Linked DNA regions of Mus musculus: region 1 is linked to region 2. Evidence: chromatin contacts called from public Hi-C data. All regions are on one chromosome and are shown on one strand. Each heading gives the region's core, a stretch centred on a gene start, on an enhancer-like site or on the middle of the called end of the contact. The rest is flanking DNA. Distances are from core to core; before and after follow the strand shown.

The links. Hi-C and Micro-C count contacts between places; a contact is called where the count stands out from the background.
Region 1: a Hi-C map of uterus shows a contact between it and region 2. The contact joins two enhancer-like sites. A contact is called at or near these places in 5 of 484 Hi-C or Micro-C datasets (nephron progenitors, psoas muscle and uterus) and 2 of 115 datasets of contacts at active chromatin or transcription factors (fibro-adipogenic progenitors and heart atrium).

What each region holds. Positions count from the first base shown.
Region 1 is chr4:106,192,527-106,197,008 of GRCm38.p6, forward strand. No RefSeq gene overlaps it. Among named protein-coding and RNA genes, the nearest start is that of Gm12724, 42 kb to the right of the region's middle. Within about 2 kb of position 3,180, at least 53 of the 459 cell types and tissues checked have an H3K27ac peak or open chromatin away from gene starts, as enhancers often do. A contact at or near this core is called in uterus, where this site is marked.
Region 2 is chr4:105,985,465-105,990,066 of GRCm38.p6, forward strand. No RefSeq gene overlaps it. Among named protein-coding and RNA genes, the nearest start is that of Gm30266, 61 kb to the right of the region's middle. Within about 2 kb of position 3,012, at least 3 of the 459 cell types and tissues checked have an H3K27ac peak or open chromatin away from gene starts, as enhancers often do. A contact at or near this core is called in uterus, where this site is marked.

The DNA of each region.
Region 1 (4,482 bases), core at 1,930-4,429, 210 kb after region 2:
AGGATTTTGTTGGGATATATAAGCTGCAGGAGAAGAAATGAAGTTGGTCAGAACGTTGCTCCATCATGTGTGTGTGTGTGGGAGGGTGTTTTTCCCCCAGAACAAAGTTAAGAGAGACCTAAAAAGATTCCTGTGTCTGTGTCTGTGTACTAGGCTGACTCCATTCCCCCTCCTTCAGACCCTAGCATGTTGAAGCTAGACTTTGACAGCAGCCTGCTATACATAGTAAAGTCCAGGGCAGTTAAAGCTCTATGATAAGTGCAAGGAGGGTGTTTTTGAGAACCGAGTAAAAGATGTGGATACTATTTCCCACTGACGCACAACTGTGTGCACATACCCTAAGAGATACAACTTTGTGCTATTCGTGGATATCCAGGGTCTGTTTATGACCTGCAGATGGATAAGAACAATGTTAGGGGTTGACCTAGATTCTCCTATGACTAAGAAAAAGACTGCTTCATTATAGCTGCTCAAAAATGTCAGGTCGTTATTATAAAAGTGCCTCTTTCAAACCTTGAATTCTCCAGAACCTGCCCAAGGTGGTGGTGGCTGTAGTAATAATAGATTCCCTATTATTACTATCAATACTACTATACTATAGTAATAATAGATTCCCTATCTACTTACTCCTGGCTTGGTCCCCTCCATTCTGTCCCTGGGCTTAGCCATGTCACATACTCTGGCCAGTAAGGCAGCATCAAACTTAACACAAGCAAAACATGATGAAAACTCTTGGTATTCCACTTCCTTTCTGGGACATTTCACCTCCCTGTAACTACATCTGTGCCACCAAGCCACCAGGCCCTCGGGGATAACTTAGAAGAGGATGATAAGCCACATATAGCAAGTTAAGTCTTCCTAGCCAGTGGTATTTTTAACTGTCCAGACAGACTTCAGGCTCATATGACACATGACTGCTATACAAGCTAACCCAGCCAAAATCTCTCAAGACTGTCCCAGACTCACAGGTTCACCCAGCTGACTTGAGGGTACAGGAAAAATGACAAGTGGCTATAGTTTTAATGATTTGTGTATTTGGATAGAGGTTACAATGCAGCCATGAATAACTAAAATGAAGTAACTTGGCTAGAGCCATGAATACATCAAATGATATCCTTGTACTCAAGAAGTGTGCTTTCTGGCAAACACAGAGATGTGTAAAGAGTGGAGGGAAATGAAGGTGGAGAAAGGTAAGGCTAACCGTGAATGCCAGCGAGATCTTACAAAAGACCTTGGCCACATGTCAAGAGGCAACAAAGAACATCTTGAGAGGGTTTGAGCAACACAGTAGTATAAACAAACTGTTATTATAAAAAGGTCCTTTCATAGCTGTGTATGGAGCAAGAATTGTGGTGTAGTTACCATTGAAAATGTGATTTTAGTATTGTCATTGTGAAACCACAGAAGTCTAGATTATGAGGCCAGCAGAGAAGATGGAGAGAAGGGAAGGTTGGAGAAACACACAGGACATAAGGTTAAAGGAAGTTGGTAGTCGTTCTTGTTTGGAGGAGGAAATGGAAGAGCTGCATCTGAACACAGACTGCTTGTTCGTTTATTGAATGGCTACTTACTGAGGGCTCACTTTATGCCAAGCACACTGTGCAGGTATCAGGGGAGACCATTGTTCCGAAGTTAGCTGTCATTATTTGAATGTGAAATGTCCTCAACAAGCTTAGATGTTTGAACATTTCGTCCCCAGCTAATGGGGCTGTTTTAGTAGGTTGCAGAACCTTTGGGACCCAGGACCTAGCCAGATGATGTAGGCCTTGAGGGTTCCATGCCCAGGTCCTGCTAGAACTCTGTCTCCTGGTGAGTGACGTGTGAGAGAGAGCTTCTGCGCATTCCCAATCCTGTGACTGACTCACTCCAGCCACCGTACCTTACTTGCCGTGATTGATTGAAACCCTGTTAACTCTGAGCCAAAAGGAGCTCTTCCTCCCATAAATTGCTTCTGCCAGGTAGTGAACCTGGATATTTAAAGAACTCTGAGCAAGCACATCGCAGAGATACCTGCGCATTGATGTTTTCTGCAACACTACCCATAATAGGGAGGCATCCATCAATGAAGGAACAGATGACAAAGATGTTGTGTATATACACAATGGAGTTTGTTTTAACCATGGCACAGAACAAAGTTATAACATTTGCAGGAGAGTCAATACAACTGCTGATAATCACAGAGCAAATTAATCCTGCCTCAGAAAGACAAACATCATGTTTTCTCTATTTTGTGTTTCCTAGATTTTATATTATAGGAATTATGCATGTATCTGTGGCATGGAAGTAGAGGGAAGCTGACAAAGGGAATAAAGGAACCTAACAGGACAAGAGGGAAGAAGAAAAGGAAGAGGATATGGTGGGAGACTATACTCAATTTGTATGAAATTTGTATTCGTATGAAAGTGCCCTTATATAACACAGCCCCAAGTACAATCGATGAAAAATGCTTAACTAAAATAAATAATCACATGGGCATCAAGATAAACCTGCAATTATAACTTGGAACCTATGGCAGAAGAAAAGTAATAGGAACATTTCAATTGCAGTGGTGCAGAAGTCTCTAGAAAGGGATCCCTAAGACATGAAATCTGAGCTGAGACCCAACAGATGAGGATGTGTTAGCTAGACACAACTGGGAAATCAAGGCATCGAAGGAAACAGTCTGTAAGAGCAATTGGGCTCTCCCAGACATCAGTGGCAATGTAAGGTAAATAGAAGAGTGGAGCGATGAGTGACAGACAGCACCAGAAACCAAGCTGGGTAGAGCTGGATCTGAGCAGGCAGTGCCTGTGGTCCACATCAGAGACTTAGACTAAAAATACAGAGTGTGTTTGGGAAGTGACAGGAGACGTTCCTGTAGCTAACTATTCTGCCTCCCCGTTGGTGGACAGAGGTACCACTCCAGATGTCTGTCAGTCGGAGCAGCAGATCTGGAAGGTGTCAACACCCTGTGGGAGGGGAGGGCTAGGGTGGAGGTCTCCAAAGACCTTCCTTTGGATCTGTCCAGAAAACATTGGAAATGGAAATCTAAAGGTGGCCAGAGAGAGCTGGCCTGGAGACTGGCAGTTGTCAGTGTAGGAGACACAGCTGAAACCAATTCCCCAGGGAGGACAGGAAAATGAGAAGAGAACCCACAGATGGAAAGTCCTGCAGGAGCTGAGAGAAAGTCCAGATGACTCAGACCAGCATGTGATTGCCACATCTCCAGCTTAGGTAACACCCATCGATGCTGTGGATGGACAGGAGTCCAAGAGAACACTTTACAGCAGGGGAATATAAACATTCCTGGGCCCTCTCCGTGTCCTAAGGTTAATATTGTTCATAAACTTGACTTGTCACAGACTGAAACTTCAGTAATAAATAAAGATACTAACTTGATCTCTAAGGGAAAAATCTGAGCTGGTCAAAATAACCTTTTCCCCTGGTAAACAAGATGAAGCCCTAGGATTGTGCAACAGAGAGAGTGGCCAGCCAGTGTTGAATGATGTCATACGCTATAGTCATGACAAATATGCCACATTTTATGCAGGAGTGTGATATGTGAAATAGGAATTGGGAATTAGGCCCAATGACTTCTCCCAGTGTCACCATAGATGGCCTCCACCTAAGCAAAGCCATCTGTCTCTATAACTGGGCTTTTTCATCTACAAAATTAGAAACAGTTCCCTCTAATTAATTTTCTAGCACTTATTCTTATTGAAAATAATTTTATACAAGTGACATGTACTATATATACATATATATAGTATATAATATGTACTGATCCCAATTTCTCCTCCTCTAACTCCTTCTAGATCCTCCCCCTTCCCTCCCACCCAACTCTATGACCTTTCTTTCTCTCTTCAGAAAACAAACAGGCCAACAAACAAACCAGAATAAAAATAAAACTAAAAGAGAAAAAAGGAAAAACATCAGAAACAGAGAGAGAAAAACCATAAAAACACAGAATCAGAAAGCATGATATGCACACAAAAGACCAGTAAGGCCAAAAAGAAAAAGAAAAAGAAATTCCCAAACAAATGCTATTGAGCCCATTTCCTGTTGCCATCTTCTGCTAGTCAAGAGGTCTGCCCTTCAGTGTGGTTTGCGTATCCAGTAAGTCTCCACTGGAGAAAACTAATTTGTGCTTTGTGAGTGGTTATCACCTGGAGATTAGCATCTGAGTTAGGGATGTGGGTTTGTGTCCACTTCCCTCCTAGCACGGGGACTCGTGCAGACCCTGTGCATGCTGGCATAGTCTCTGTGAGTTCTTAGGTGTGTCATCCTTGTTGTGTCTGGAAGACACTGTTCCTTGCTGTCTTCTATCCCCTCCAGCTCTTCTTTCCTACTCCTCACACAGCCCCTGAGCCCTGCCCCTTGGCTTTCCTGTCTTCTATTCAAAGACAACCGGTAAGAACAAAGACAAACAATTCTCAATACGCTTCCACAATGTGCCAGACCTATACACATATTACATGGGAAAACTCTGCTAATTAAGGTTGA
Region 2 (4,602 bases), core at 1,762-4,261:
CAGAGACAGGAGGAAGCTCAGCAGAAAGTACACACCATATGAACATGCCCTTGTGTAACACAGTACTGGGATCAAGAAAACAGTGTCCTCTGGACAAGGCAGGACAATTGCACATATGAATTTAGAGCATCTGAGACAGCATCCATTAGAACTGCACATGTTGAAGCCAGACAGCATCCCACCATGGAGGGGGAAATGGAACATGAAGTCCCACCCCAGCTAAGAAGCTATTGGTAGCTGCTGGGAGAGGGAGAACCACCTTTCTTTAAAGTGTAGTCTTTCATGCTCCACTGAAGCCCACATACCCAAGGGAGTATGACCAGCACAAACTGGAGTCAGACTGAAAAAGAGCAGTGGGTGAGAGGGGAGGGTGGATCTGGGAGGGATGGGTTGGGAGGGGAAGGTGGATCTGGGAGGGGTGGAGTGGGAAGGGTTTGGGAAGGGTGGGGTAGGAAGGGAGGGTGGATCTGGGAGGGATGGTTTGGGAGAGGAGGGTGGGTCTGGGAGGGGTGGGATGGGAGTGGAGGGTGGATCTGGGAGGGGTGAGGTGAGCATGACCAAAATATATCATAGGAAATTCTTAAATTACTAATAAAAATGAGTGAAAGGTGTTAAAATGTAATTTAAAGCACTTAATATGTAATTACTTAACCCCTATTTGAACTGACAAAATTAAAAAGACAGAGAAGCCCAAATATTAGCAGAGACGAGAGCAACTAGAATTCATACTTGCTAATGATGGGAATGCAAAGTGCAACCACACAGGAAAATAGTTAAGTGATTTCTTAAAATGTTAAAGAGGGAGCTGGCATACAATCTAGCTATTCTGTTCTGAAGTATTTATAAATATATACAAAAATCATGTGCACAAATATTCCTAACAACTTAATTTGTAATAGTGCAAACTGAAAAAAAAAAAAAACCTAAGTGTCTATCACCAGGGTAAATAAAGTAGCCATACAATGAAATATTAGTTGGCCATGAAAAAGGAACATACAAGATGGATGAATTTCAGAACAGTTATTCTGAGTAACAGAAGCTAGATTTCAGTATATAGTTGGTCTTTTGTACCATCAGCTTCCATATTTGTGGATTCTATCAACCCTAGGTTCAAAATATTCAGGGAGAAAAAAAATATCTTTATGTTGGACATGTATAGACGTTCTCCCCTTATCATTATTGCCAAACACTACCATAGTTTAATTATTTTCATGTTCTTTACATTGTATTAACTGTCATAAGTAACTTAAATTGTTTAAAGGTGAGAATGTAGTTTCATGCCAATGTTCTAACATCTCCCATGAAGGACTTGTGGACCTGTGCCCTTGGGGACTCCCACAGAGAGCCCTGGCACCAGTATTATAGGGGTAGCTCTGCTTATTTTGTGTAAAGTCCTTTTAAAGAATAAAAAAATTTACAGTGGCAGGAAGTAGATCAGCTTTAGCCTGGGATGGTGGGGATCAGCGGGAAGTGGGCCGAGAAACAGGATCATAAAGCAGCCTGAGAAATCTGCACAAATGGTTTAATAGGTGCGTACACATGCTACTGAGCAGGGCATGGCGGTGTTCACCTGAAATCCCTGTACAAGACAGGCTTTGTGTCCAGTGTCTGACCAGCCTTGATGCACGGTACCTTGGTCCCCTGGCTATGTGCTATCCTCAGCGGACATGGAAGGGCTTCCATGATAAGGACTTCATGCCCATCCCTAGCATTGCTGCTGTATTCCTCCCAGGAACATGGGAAGGCTGACCTTCCGTTTCCCTGAATTAAGCCCAGTCATTGATGTAATGGAGAAACTGTGTGTATATTTTTGAGTGAGCAACTCAAAAAGTGAGTGAGAGAAGAGATGGGTGAGTAACTGCATAAAGGGCACCATTGACGTTGAAAGTGGCAAGTGCTGGGGTGCTAACTTCACTGGACACTGCATGCTCCGAGAGCACTTGTCAACCAGTCTGATGTCCAGTGCTGACATCTGTATTTTCAAACTATGTTCAGCTTCTTTGACATACACGAACTAGAGGTATCTTTATGACTAGGTCTCAGTCATAACCCCAGGAATTTTTAAAAATTTATTAAACACTAAAACGTACAACATTCAGAAGATAGCAGGACATTAGGAGATAACGTTGATGATTCCGATGTAGTGATAGTGTCAGGGTTAAAGGAAATAAATGAAATAGTCTTTAGCTTGGCCCACTTTGGGTCAAACAAAACCATTGTGTGTGGCAAATATTATTTTGCTTCCTTTCTTTAAAGGGGGAACTCTTGAAAACAGATAGTTAATGGTCTCTCTGAACCTTGAAGAGGCAATCCTTTTAATTACCAAATACAAAACTCCAAGTAAAGCATTATTTTCTGTTTCTTTTCAGCTAAAGCCTTTCACATCAACAAATGCTGTATCAATGGCTTTTTTAGTTCTTAAACACTTCCATCTAGAAAGCATATATCCATTTCCACTCCTGTGATCCCAGTCATCTTAATTCACATTGCTGGGCCTAACTAAGAGACAGAAGGTCAGCCACTCCATGCTCCCAGGCAGAAGAGAATAGGATCCTGAGGGAGCATGACAATATCTTCATCATACAAGATCCTTGGCTATCACTGAGGAAGATATCAAGGTATCATCAGCCAGTGAACAGCCAGGGCACGCTTCCAAGCACTGGGTGGCAATCACAAGGACTTCGGGCCTGACCCCTCAGGACCTGTGTTCCCAAGAGGGCTGATTTCAGCCTGTGAATGTCTGAGAATATTCCTGGTGTCTATCCCTTAGGGCACACAGATCCCTGCTGCTACACTGTGTAGAAGCTAAGGACACTTGAAATCTACTTTACTTGACTGAGGCTAAGATCAACTGTCTGTTTGTCCAGCTCTGTGGGTGGGAGGCTTCTACACACACCCCTGCCCCCAGTCATGACAGTTCCAGCCTGCCATGACCCTCAGCCCTGCCAGAATATCTTCCAAACAGCTGGAAGGGCCTACTTGCTGACTTTGCAAAAGCCCCTTTTAAATTCTTCCTTTCTTAGAAAGCTCTTCTGGCAAGCGCCGATCAGTTCACACCAGATGTGATGTATTTACACTGACCCAGGACCAAAGGACACCCTTCTCTGGGTGTGGCCTCCGCTGACAGACAACATCATCTGAAGCCGCTGAGCTTTTCATACCTGTCAGAATCAACAGTGCCGTGCGCAAGTCCTTGCAATGAAAGAGACTTCCCACACTGAGAAAATATCCTCTAAACAAATACACAGTTAGGTGTTTTTCACTATGTATGGCATTCCCCTCCCAAATTCATAATATTGACTCAAAGCCAAAAAGATGTTCTCTATCCAGGAGTGTCTTTGAAAGCCAGGGCTTGGATCTGTCCATTCTTTGTTTAATTTATGAGATAAATGGATTCTGACTACAACCACATGTAATTACATGTGTCTTTCTCCAGGACTTTCCCCTATGGAGGTGGGATGCTCGTCTTCATGTATGAGAATATATCATACTAGAGCCAGCTTCCCTTGGGAAGTGAGTGCCGAGACAGAGGTCACACAAAGGACACATCACAGGGCATTCCCACGAGATTTGTACCTGCAGAAGGAAGGGGGGAGAAGGATGGAGCAGAGGGAAAACGGCCTGTAGTAAGGTTATCAACACACCTGAAAAACATCTCCGAAACTGGAAAGCCATTAACTTTACCCTCTTTGGAGCAAAAGTGATGGGATTTCCATGTGGACCAGTAACCAGACACAGCCTGTACCAGTCAGGCATGGTCCTGAGTGAAGTAACTCCCACAACCCTATGGCAGTTTCAAAGGATAGAGGCATTTCCTACCACTGGAGGAAAGTCATTCATTTCTGAAGGAAAATCTGGGTGTCACATGGTATCCACAGTTGGCATGATGTCATGGAGTAAGCCAGTGGACCAAAAAGACATTCTACTAAGGTCAGCCGCCAAACACCCGGTGAGCAAATAAAACCAACTAAGCGATCTCCTAACACCAAGCAGCTAGACACTCAAAAATAAAAGGCTGTCAGCTAAATTCTAGACATTTCTCGGCCTGCTGTGGTCTCTGAAACACACACCCCAGGCCTGGTTTTTCAGTTGTGCTACCAATAAATGAAGATCAGAATAGGCTTGTCTCACCCCAATACTAAATTCCACCCTTACAGATTAATATCAGTTAACACAGAGTTTGATGCTAGAAGCCATCTGAGCCTTTAATCAAACCAGTTCAACCATGGCCACCAAGTTGGTGGATACCAGATACTCTGGCCAGGAACTTACTCTCAATTCTAGAGGGAAGCATGCATCGGGCTTGAGTATGTTTTATCCTGGTGGCTTCTAGAAAGAGTTAAAAGTCGCGACTCTTTGTTTGGGGTCCCTATACTCTTCTTTTCCAGCTCATTCCCATTCTTTGGGTCTTGGACACTTGGATGACCTCTGGACATAATAAGCTGGGAGATACTAATTGAAGTGGAACTGTAGGTTAAATTGTATCCCCAAAAGTGACACACTGAATTATGATGTCTGCCATGACCCCCAATATCTCAGAATGTGATTTTATCTGAAAGTAAAATCTTTACAGAAACAGTCAGGTTAATAGTAGATTATCAG